Linked DNA regions of Mus musculus: region 1 is linked to region 2. A link is a contact called in public HiChIP or PLAC-seq data. All regions are on one chromosome and are shown on one strand. Each heading gives the region's core, a stretch centred on a gene start, on an enhancer-like site or on the middle of the called end of the contact. The rest is flanking DNA. Distances are from core to core; before and after follow the strand shown. Region 1 has its middle 16 kb from the start of Gm23793. Region 2 overlaps Tespa1 (thymocyte expressed, positive selection associated 1).

Region 1 (5,755 bases), core at 1,820-4,319, 200 kb after region 2:
AATGGAACGTTTGAAGTTAAGGTCTCACTCTAGTCACTTATTTCACTGTCACAGAGAGCAGTAAAACTTGATGTAATACAGACAGATCATGCGCATGCACAACATGGTCCCAGTGTGCAGTTTGAAACAAAATTGTGTGATTGTTGTGACTGCTGCTTGGTGTTTATCAGACAGAGAGTTTTATTTGTTTGTCTGTCCTCCTGCCTTTTAAAAATGCTTTACACCAATGGTGAACTGTTGTTGCAGAACAGATTTGGTCTTTCTGACAGTTTCTGTCTCTACTGTTGGTTAATTTAGTTATATTTCCCTGTGTAATAGGTGTATATGGTTTTATTCAATTATTTATTCAATTATTGTCCCCACATCTTTATTATCAACTGCTTCTCCTCTTTCTTAGAAGCAGCTGGATTCCTATAATCATGTGTCTCTAGCTGTTTGACACACTGAATAGAACTGTTTCCTACTGTCTGTGATATTAAAACAATCTAAGATATACTATTAAATTTAATGTATGGCCTTTCTTCTTGAGAGGTGATTCATGAGAATAAAAATCCTGTAAACATGCTAAATTTTTAAAAATAGTTAAGCTTAATTTATGTAAATGTGGCAAAAATCCTCCAGGATGCTTTTAGGAAATCATTTTCTTTCATTTATATGTATAATTGAGATAGTCATAAGTTAAGGGTAATTTCCTCTAGTTTTATAAGCAATGTATCTCATGTGTGAGGGGAGATGCATCTGTGGGTCCTTGTCTGCTGTGCTGCATAGAGCACCTAGCCAACAAGACCCCAGACTTGCACATGCTCTGCACTGCCCCAATCCCTGCCAACTGACCTTCTCAAGCTTAAGTGAAAAACGTAGTGTATAACAAATATAACAAATGTGCTTTTAAGATAAATGAGGAGACTTCTTATATAATCACATTATAGTAAAGTAATGATAAAGACCTCTATAGGATTTACAGTTGAGTGAAAGGAGCTAATATGCTTTCTATGTAAATAACATCATAAGCTGAATATAATGACCTGAAACTTGGATCTTAAGACATGTACCTAAGTCTAGTACACCAAGGCCTCTGAGGCCTCTGGGTACCTAAATTTCATATTACAAACTGAAAATATCCTTCACCATTCCCTAAATCTTGCTGACCATTGTCCTTTCTGCTGCTGTTTCCATCCTAATAATTGTGACCCTGACAGGGAAGGACTCCAACCCTCTTTCAAAGCACTGACCTGCCACTAAGTTCTGTCTTTAACGTGTGTCTCTTTCTGGAGAAAACAGATTCATTTAATGACATTAGTACTCATAGAATAGCATTTTACTTATTTTACTGTACTGTGGGAAACCAGTAAAGGTCACTATCTCATGTGGATGTCAAATCATGTTATAATGGTAGCCTACACGTATGCAGGACGCTGTTGTGGGGTATAACCTGAAATACAATTTAGACCTTGTTGCAGCGGTCAATTGGTATCCCTTAAAAAAGATAGTCTTGTTTGTTTCTCTTTCCTCCTTAACCTTTTAAGTGATTTGCTCCTACCTTGAGCTTTTTCTTAGGTTGTTTTCTTTCCATTTCTGTATCCATAGTCATCTAACTTACAGCTGACTATGGGGTCGTTTTCAGTGGCTTTTTCCCTCAATCATTTCCCCAAAGACTACTGGTGTGTGTTTCTTCTTTTAGAAGAAGCAGAGTCATTTTTATAATTTATGATTTTTAATGTCATTATACCATATAACTATAAACTGCCCAATATAATATATATACATATATATATATAAAATGTGATGTAAAATTAAGAAATTTTTTTCTATTTGATGGTGTTTAATGGATTTAGGTTCTCAATAACTTAGGCTTGCCTACTAGCTAGTTACTGACAAACAGAAAAAAGGGACTTAAATGTACTGTTAGGGCTCAAAATTTTTAGTTAGGATAAGGTAATTTCTTTTACATGAGACATCCTTGGTGATATTAAAAGTTACATAATTCTCTTTTTTGTAAAATTTAACAAATATATCATGGTTGTAATCAGTACTGTAACCACTACTAAGTTAAGGATATTGGTCCCCATTCTTCTACTCTAGACAAAAGTAAGATCTTTTCATTTCTTATCTACAGCTAATGATGGTGTGGGTAGCAGAGTATATATGAAGATATTTAATTGATAAATATTAAGTATTTGCTCCTTTTTCTTCATCCATACTCTGTAATATGTAAGGACAGAGTCATTTTGCAAACAAGCATTCCAAACATGAAACATTCCACCTTCTCATCTTCAGAAAATATCTAAAGAAGAAAATGAAAGAAAAAATATGACATAAGTTCCTATATTCAGAGCAACCTGCTGCCAAGACAGCGAAGGAAGTAGAGCATGAACACAGTGGATCACAGAACATGCTCTCTTAAGCAAATCATTAAAGATTTCAAAGTGAAAACTTGTATAGTTCTTTATTTTTTTATTTTTTTATTTATTTATTTATTTATTTTGGTTTTTCGAGACAGGGTTTCTCTGTATAGCCCTGGCTACTTGTATAGTTCTTAGAAAACATGAAAATAATGTTGTCCCAAGGAGAAACGACTACCTCATATCTTTAAGGGAAAAGAAAGATTAAAGGTAATTCCAATTTTAAAAAAAACAGTGTATTTTGTTTGAGAGCAAAGATGTGCTAGCCCATGTTTGCAGTGCTGTAGAGTGTCCAGACAAGGGGATCTTATCTGGACAGCTTTGTACATACATGTCCTGGACCTCCTACACAACCTCAGTCCCAACTGCATCCTTCTCAACTGATCGTTTAAGATGTAAGTAAAAATAAATTACACTAGGAATATAACAAACCAGAAATTAATAAGCCTATTAAGTTCTATAAACTATTGTTTCCCAAAGTCTCTCTTTAATTGTTTATATCCTGGGCACCCTTCCGCTTGTGGGACTGATGGATAACTCCCCTGGAAGTTATGTAATATAATAGGCTATGCAAGCTACCTACCTTGATTCCAGGAGGAAGAAGGCTGCTGAGTGAGGGAAGCTCAGGTTGAAGTCAGGACTGGGTGAGCACAGGGTCACTGCCCACATAGGGGAGGAGCAAGCTGCGGAGCAAGCGGCGGTGCAGCGGAGCTGCGGCAGGTGGAGTGGTGGGGCCTCCCTGGGGCTGCGCGGGGGACAGATGGGTAGGGAGGACAGACACAAATACTACAGAAATGAAAATCCCTGTAGATCTGGAAAAGGTCTGGCCCTGGACTTGAAGCTTGGGCTGAGAACCTCTACACTGTGTACCTTCAGCACACTCTAAATCTAAGGGAGGTGCTCGAGTCACTCCAGACTTACTGGCCAATCAGAGCCTTTAGGCGGACCTGCCAGTCAGAAGAGAAGGCGGGTTTTCCGGGTGCTGTGGTGCTGGTTTCGCTTAGTAGCTGAGCAGGTTTGAATGGTACTTGTGTGCTGTGCTCTCTGTCATGCCGCTGGATGCTGTGGAGGGTGCTCAGGCAAGCCCCGAAGTTGTGACATGGTGAGCACATGATCACTGCCAACAATGGGGAGAACCATGGGTCTGAGGAGCGCGAGCTGGTGTGGTGGGTCTTTCCCGGGACTGAGTGGGAATCGGCGGCCACGTGTGAGGTCCTAGCCACTCGCTGAACCCAGTTGTAGCCTCAGAATAACTTCACTGTGGGGGCTACATCTGTGCAGAGCATTTGGCTTGTGTGTAGAAAGATCCTTGGCATGATCCCAAACTCAGAGAGTCCTAGTTTCTACAATCCATTTGGAGTTAATTTTGTGGTGGTTATAAAAGGCATCTCATGTGCTGGGTAGCAATCCAATATCAAGCTGTGATGTGAAAGAGTAGAATTGATGATGTAAAGGATTTAATAAAGCTTAGGAGATAGTAAGGCACAGCAAGTAGAATTTAGGTGAGGGCTGACTGCCTGTAAAACACCCCACAGATAAGTAATGTGCTAGCCAGGGCAATTAGAGATTAGGAAGCTAGGATACACATGTTTGTTCACCAGGATTGTCCAGAAATATGGTGCCAAACCATAACAAAGGAAACAAACTTGATTTACAACCAGCCACTAGGTCCATCTCCATATCAAAGAGCAGGCCTTTAACAAGCTGCTCTATGGAGCATTACAGGATTACAATCAACAGTAAGGCCTAGTGTGCTATAAAGGTTCAATTTTCTTCTTGAGAAAAGCATAGTTCTGCCACATGGGTGAGATGATACCTAGTGACAACCATTTGAGAAGGTAAAAAACAAAACAAAACACTGTTGTATTGAGTGCTGGTCTGATCGAGTTACACTTTCCCTGAAGTCCCTGTTTATGGAGAATGACATAGCTCCTTCCGAAACCCAGGAGCATGCTTGGCAGAGCCAGTCACAGCCTGGGGCCTAGTCCTTGGGAGCTTTCCCTGAGGCCCTGGGTATAGAGATAAAACTGCTCCTTTTGTAAAACCGGGAATATGCTTGGGAGAGCTGGTGATGGTCTGGGGCCAGGGGCTTTGGGAGGGGTTGCATCAGGTTCTGAGAACACAACTCTTTCCACTGTATGGGGCTGTGGTTATCAGTTCCAAGGCCACTAGAGGCTTGGTCTGAAATGTTTTTAAGATATACCGAGTTCTTTTGCAGCATTGTTTGATTAGACTTCTCCTGACTGTGTCCCATTGCATGATGCTGCTGCTAACTTCATAGTTTCTTCGTCTTTCTGCTGACTTCATAGATGTCTCCCATCTCCTTCCTTTTCCCTCTTGACAACCGTGTACAAGATGGTATTCTTAAGAAGCTTACTTAGCATAAGAAATAGCTTGTTTAAGACCTCCTCACCCCAGCTTTTATACTTTGTACCTTTTCCTTTTCTGATGTTTTCATCATCTGGGACCTTCCACTTAGGACACTGTCACTAACCTGCTGTGTTAGGGCACTGGTGTACTTGGGATTTGATCCTCGAATATGTTTGCTGTGTAAATTCCCATCTGTCTAAGTGGCTAAACTTGCAGTCTCCAGTCTACATTTAAACTGTTCAAAACTTAACCTGGAACCTGAACCTGAACCTAAAAGAGATTTAAGGGTGGCAGCATACGTGGAATGCAAAATTCATCATAGTCTGGCGCCTCTTTTAGCATTAACCATGTAGCTAGTCTTTGATACTTTATGGTTTCTTCTTTTAACACACACTTAATCCCCCTCCCCCGCAACTCCAACCCCCTTACCCCTCATTTCACCCCCTAACACCGGATAGGAGAGAAACAAGGATGGAGGAGAAAGAGATTCTTGAATCTAGTTTCTTTATTTGTACTGGATCCCCCACCCCCACCCCCCAACATGAGTCAGTTTCTGATGGGCGAACAAGGATTAAAGATAGAAAAGGCAGAAAGAAGATGTAAAGCCAAGAGTAAGATTGGGGAGGACTGATGGTTAGTATTGCTGCAGCAGAGCAGCCAGCAGCAACCAGCAGCCTTGAGTTTATTTCTTATAGTCTTTTTATACCCCACAGTACTGTAGAAAGCAAAGCCACAAGCTAACAGAAACAAGTTTCCTGAAACATACACAGAATATCTGTTATCCCAAGGCACCTCTCTTGAGCCTCAGGTGTACCTCCTCTTGTCGTTCCATGCCTCCTCAGGCTGGGAAATCTGCCAACAGACCCACCTTGACTGCCTAGTTCTAAGACATAAACAAAGTAGTCAGGAAGAAAAAAGGTGTAAACTAAGTTCCCTTGTTTACTGTACTCAGGGTCTTATCAAGATGATCAAGATATTTTAAG
Region 2 (5,672 bases), core at 364-2,863:
TATGAATGTTGTTGCCCTTGCATTTGGAACATAAATGGTCAGAATTGAGAGTTCATCTTGGTAGATTTTTCCTTTGATGAGTATGAAATGTCTTTCTTCATCTTTTTCGATAATTTTTGGTTGACAGTTGGTTTTATTTGATATTATAATGGCTACTCCAGCTTATTTCTTGGGATCATTTGCTTGAAAAATTGAGGTAGTAGCTGTCTTTGTCACTAAGGTGTGTTTCCTGTATGCAGCAAAATGCTGTGTCCTGTTTATGTATCCAGTCCATTATTCTGTGTATTTTTGGGAGGGAATTGAGTCCACTGATGTTAAGAGATATTAAGGAAAAGTAATTGTTGCTTCCTGTTATTTTTGTTTTTAGAGATGGGATTGTTTGTGTAACTATCTTCTTCTTGAAAGAAGATTACTATCTTGCTTTTTCTAGGGTAGTTTCCCTCCTTGTGTTGGAATTTTCCATCTATTGTCCTTTGTAGGGATGGATTTATAGAAAGGTGTTGTGTATATTTGGTTTTGTCATGTAATATCTTGACATCTACGGTATTGAATTTTTTTCTGGGTATAGAAGCCTGGGCTGGTATTTTTGTTCTCTTAGGGTCTGTATGACATCTGCCCAGGATCTTCTAACTTTTAGAGTTTCTGGTGAGAAGTCTGGTTTAATTCTGATAGGTCTTCTTTATATGTTACTTGACCCTTTTCCCTTACTACTTTTAATGTTCTTTCTTAGTTTATTTCATTTGATGTTTTGATTATTATGCAACAAGAGGAATTACTTTTCTGGTCCAGTCTCTTTGGAGTTCTGTAGGCTTCTTGTATGTTCATGGGCATCTCTTTCTGTAGGTTAGGGGAGTTTTCTTCTATAATTTTGTTGAAGATATTTACTGGCCCTTTAAGTTGGGAATCTTCACTCTCTTCTATACCTATTATCCTTAAGTTTGATCTTCTCATTGTGTCCTGCATTTCCTGCATGTTTTGGGTTAGGATTTTTTTCATTTTGCATCTCTTTGACTGTTGTGTCAATGGTTTCTATGGTATCTTCTGCACCAGAGATCCTCTCTTCTACCTCTTGTATTCTGCTGGTGATGCTTGCATCTATGACTCCTGATCTTTTTCCTAAGTTTTCCATCTCTAGGGTAGTCTCCCTTTGTGATTTCTTTATTGTTTCTATTTCCATTTTTAGATCCTGGATGGTTTTGTTCAGTTTGCCTGTTTAGTTATGTTTTCCTAGAACTCCTTAGGGGATTTTGTGTTTCCTCTTTAAGGGCTTCTACCTGTTTACCTGTGTTCTCCTGTATTTCTTTAAGGGATTTATTCATGTCCTTCTTAAAGTCCTCTATCATCATCATGAGATGTGATTTTTAAATCTGAATCTTGCTTTTCCTGTGTGTTGGAGTTTCCAGGACTGGCTCTGGTGGGAGAACTGGGTTCTGACAATGCCAAGTAGCCTTGGTTTCTGTTGCTTAGGTTTTTGCACTTGCCTCTTGCCATGTGGTTATCTCTGGTGTTAGTTGGTCTTACTATCTCTGACTGGAGCTTGTCTCTCCTGTTGTCCTGTGAGCCTGTGATCTTAGGTGTGTCAGCACTTCTGGGGAGACCAGCTCTCTCCTGGGCAGAATTTGGGTGTGGAGGGATGTGTGACAGCCTTAGCTCTGGGGCACAGATGGAGACCGGAAGCATCCTGTCCTTTTAAGTATTTCTAACCACCAAAAATGTCCTTGTGCATTAAGGATTTCCTGTGATTTGTGTGAAGAAATTAAAGAAATGAGCAAGTCAGTTTGCCATCTACTTTTCTGGACTGAAAATAGTCTATTAAATATTTTAGAAGGCATGACTAGGAAAACACACTCTAATTTCAGGCTTTCCAGAGAATTTTCCTGAATTCTTTCTGGAGGCACCCTCATCCACCCAATGATAGCAAGTCTCCTCATCCTGAATCGTCCAGTGATAGCAAGTCAGCAGTCTCCTCTGCTGACCCTCTTTCTAGCTTTCCTTGGTCCTGAGCTTAGTTAAGTGATTGGCTGCTTCCTAAAAGGCAAACAGGAGTGCAAAAACATCTTATAACGCTAAAGCTGCCTTCTCTAGAAGGCAAATCCTGGACTGGGCCCAAAGGGAAGGAGCCTAGACTAGTCAAAAACAATTATAGATTGTCTTTCTCAGTATACAGCAAGACAAAACAACTGAAACAATTTTATTGCACTAGAAGAACAGTTTGTGTCCAGAACATTCATTAAAAAAAAAAAAAAGCTGCTTTAGTAACTTTGAGTCTTAAGTGAAATCTCTTGAAATTCTTATATTTTTCTCTCCTATTTTCTCTGACTTTAATAGTTTGAAATATAATTTTGAAGATGAATCTGTGCATGGCCATTCCAGAGGATGGAAGTACAAGATCTGAATTTTTTTTGAAAATATACTAACTCGCTGTGGAGGGATGCAGGTGTGACTGAGTTCACATTAGCACCTGCCTTTCAAGCTCTATCTGGACAGCTAAATGATTCTTCCCTTTATTCCCCTCAGATTCTGTGTCTAGAGGCATTATATATTTTGGGAAAGAGTGTAAAGGTGTCAAATTAACTAGCAATTTGTGGAGTGACAGTTACATTAACAGGCTGAGTAAGCAACTCATAGTCAATGTGAAAACTGACAAATTAGAAAGTGACTGTGGGAAGGTGTGATCTGCTGGTTACTTGAGGCAGTAAGTTACGTGTCCTGTTTCTATTATAGCTTTTATTTCCTTTTCTTTTCCTGGGGAAAATCTCATGTGTTTCCTAGAAAACCAAACAAATCCAGAAAAAAGAAAAAAGAAAAGAAAAGAAAGACAAGCTAGACACTAAAGGTGTGATCACATCCTTTTGTGGAAATTTGGCCTTCTTAAACTTTGCTAATTCTAAACTTTTAAAAAGCTATCTCCATGCAGATGAAATAAAGTGGAAATGTAAAGATTTTTGTTTTCCTTTTCTTTTATTAATGGGGAGGGGGGAGCAGAGGACAATGGTAATGTCTTCCTGAATCTCTTTTTACCCTATTTTTTGAGACAGGGTTTCTCACTGAACCTTAAGCTAATTGAGCTGACTAGGTTGTCTAGCTAATGAACAAACTCCAGAAACTGATCCTCCCAGCTCTGCCTCCACAGCTAAAATTACTTGGCTTATATGTAGGTGTTGGAGATCTGAACTCAGGTTCTTATACTTGTGTGCCAAGCACTTAACTGACTGAGGCATCTCCCCAGTTCCTCAAATATTTTAGTTTCAATGCTAGATTCTGAGATGCAAAATTACAAAGAGTAAAGAAAACAGTTCTTTTAAACATAGTCTCTATTGAATTGTGGCTTTAGATTGGTCTGCCTGAGCCTTCTGAGTGCTAGAGCTACAGGTATGGACCAACATACCTGCCTTAAGAAAAGTGTTTTTTAATAGAACATTTCAGCTACCACAAGAAGTAGGCATACTTTAAGTCAAAAAATTTCCTCAGTGGCCTGTGACTCCTGTGATGTTTAAAGCTTTTAGACTTACTGACTTGAAATACTTGACCTGGTACTTAGATTTTTTTCAGGCATTCCTACTTTTGGTGGTGGTGGTGGTGTGCCAGGAAGCATTTGTGAACCCCAAAAGACCACCAAGGAGTTGATTCCAATGCAATCGCATTAGGGTCTCTTTATTCAAGTTCGAGCTTGGTCCACACGCAAGAGATTGGGAGGGGGCAGCCCTAAGGTTAGTTTGAGGCAAGCATTTATAAAAACAAGAAGGGGTATCTAACCGAAGAGTACACATGGAGTGACCCATGGCTCCAGCTGCATAAGTAGCAGAGGATGGCCTTATCAGGCATCAATGGGAAGAAAGGCCCTTGGCCCTGTGAAGGCTCAATGCCCCAGTGTAGGGGAATTCTGGGGCCAGGAAGTGTAAGTGGGTGGCATGATGAACATGAGGAGGGGAGAAGGTTTCCTGAGGGGAAACGGGGAAAGGGGATAACATTTGAAATGTAAATAAATAAAATATCCAATTTTTTAAAATCTAAAAACGTGCCGGGGGGGGAGGGGGGTAATCTCTCCTGGCACACCTCTGATTGGGAGTGAGAGGGGGAGCATTATGGCCTTTAACATAATTGGCTGGTGCTGGAAGCCAAACCATAAACTTAACTACTGCGTTTTTCCTGATTGATGGTTGTAGGAAGTGAAGTGCCAGGGACAGGCTTGTAACCTGGGGATGCAGATTTGTTGAGGAATAACCTGGAAACTGGTTCCAGACAGAAGTCTTGTTGGAGGGTAAACTGACCGGTCTGTTAGTTAATTTGAACTCAACCTTAGGTCAAGTTCTCTAAGATGAAGTCTGAACTCAAAAGATCTGGTATCTCAGTGGTGGATGGGTTGAAGCAGCAAATGGCTAAGCATCATTTCTTTCCTGATTAGGCAGTGAAAAAGCTTTTTGCACAGACAGACAGTTAGACATTCACCTTTAGAGGAGTTGATATGAAGAGATGGTAAAAGATATTTTCCCCCATGTTTCAACTTTCAGGAAGGCATCAGTTTGATAGGAAGGCCTGAAAGTGGGCTCGAACAATGGAGGCATCGGTACTGAGCCCCACATCCTGGGAGAAACGAAGGGCCTGGTTACGACAGAGTCGTAACTGGCAAACCCAGGTCCTGGAAGAGGAAGCAGCAGCAGCTCTTCAGGATGCACTGGATCCCGAGCCTTCTAGCCTGGATGATGTTTTCCAGGAAGGTAAGAAAATGCTGAATGTTACATAGATGTCTACTGTATCTTGCACAGGATGGCTATAGCCTCTACTTAGAGTAGAACCTTACAAAGTGTCATTATGACTCTTTTCAATGATTGTAAGGGAGAGGTATAGTATCATATGATACATGAATTATATGAGGCAGCTATAGGCATATATGGTTGGGAAACAAAAAGGGACACCTTTCATGAGAAACTTCTGTATGAGTCAAGGAACAGAACAGGGTTTGTCTGTGAATTAAGTGTGTGTAACAAGACTACAAATAGTTTATGCGCAGATTTAGGTTGCAACTTTGATACAAGTGACCTTTGAGAAGTTTCACTGAAGATTTTTCAGACTCATTGAAGTAGTTGTCCTTTTTCCAAAAGCCCATGTCATCTGATGTTCAAAGAGAAATACCAGAGATGTAGTCTGAAACAAAAACAGTAAAACCATCCTTGTTTATTTGTTAGGGAAAAAAAGCACAGGGCCATCCCTTTTGTGACATTTCTTCATTTTCTTTTCTTTCTTTTCTTTTCTTTCTTTTCTTCCTTTTTTTCTTCTCCTCACTGTTTATTTTTGGGAAAGGAACCATCCCTTTTCCCAAATTTTTAGAAAAGAAAGTAGAAAGCATGGTTGTCTGTACACTGGGAACTTTCTGAGGTCTACAGGAAAGAGGAGACATGTCCAACATCTTTATATATGAGTACATTCCTTTTATATGCATGCAGGCACACACACACAAAACCACCATGGGTAAAAGGGTCATGCTGTGGCTTGTGTAAGGACAACTTGCAGTATGCCTGAGTTACATAGGGAGGTGTGGTTTTCTTTGGTTCCCACAATCATACAATGTCTGCTTTTTCTAGGGAATCCAATCAATAAGATTGAGGACTGGCTGCAGGGCTGTGGGTAAGTGCTCAAAAGCAAAAATGTGGCTGGCAGATAGCTGTGATGAT

What was found. HiChIP or PLAC-seq counts read pairs in DNA pulled down with a chosen protein or histone mark.
Region 1: a contact with region 2 is called in an H3K27ac HiChIP or PLAC-seq map of CD8 T cells, with 2.7 times the contacts expected there. The contact joins two enhancer-like sites. A contact is called at or near these places in 10 of 115 datasets of contacts at active chromatin or transcription factors (the 230-238 cell line, CD8 T cells, the SCID.adh cell line and 4 more).

Annotation. Positions count from the first base shown.
Region 1 is chr10:130,538,947-130,544,701 of GRCm38.p6, forward strand. No RefSeq gene overlaps it. Among named protein-coding and RNA genes, the nearest start is that of Gm23793, 16 kb to the right of the region's middle. Within about 2 kb of position 3,070, at least 377 of the 459 cell types and tissues checked have an H3K27ac peak or open chromatin away from gene starts, as enhancers often do. A contact at or near this core is called in CD8 T cells, the SCID.adh cell line and memory CD8 T cells, where this site is marked.
Region 2 is chr10:130,342,633-130,348,304 of GRCm38.p6, forward strand. It overlaps Tespa1 (thymocyte expressed, positive selection associated 1), which reads left to right. Exons shown (of 9, transcript NM_183264.4): 2 at 4,512-4,718; 3 at 5,583-5,625. The coding sequence starts at 4,556. Among named protein-coding and RNA genes, the nearest start is that of Tespa1, 23 kb to the left of the region's middle. Within about 2 kb of position 1,614, at least 15 of the 459 cell types and tissues checked have an H3K27ac peak or open chromatin away from gene starts, as enhancers often do. A contact at or near this core is called in CD8 T cells, the SCID.adh cell line and memory CD8 T cells, where this site is marked.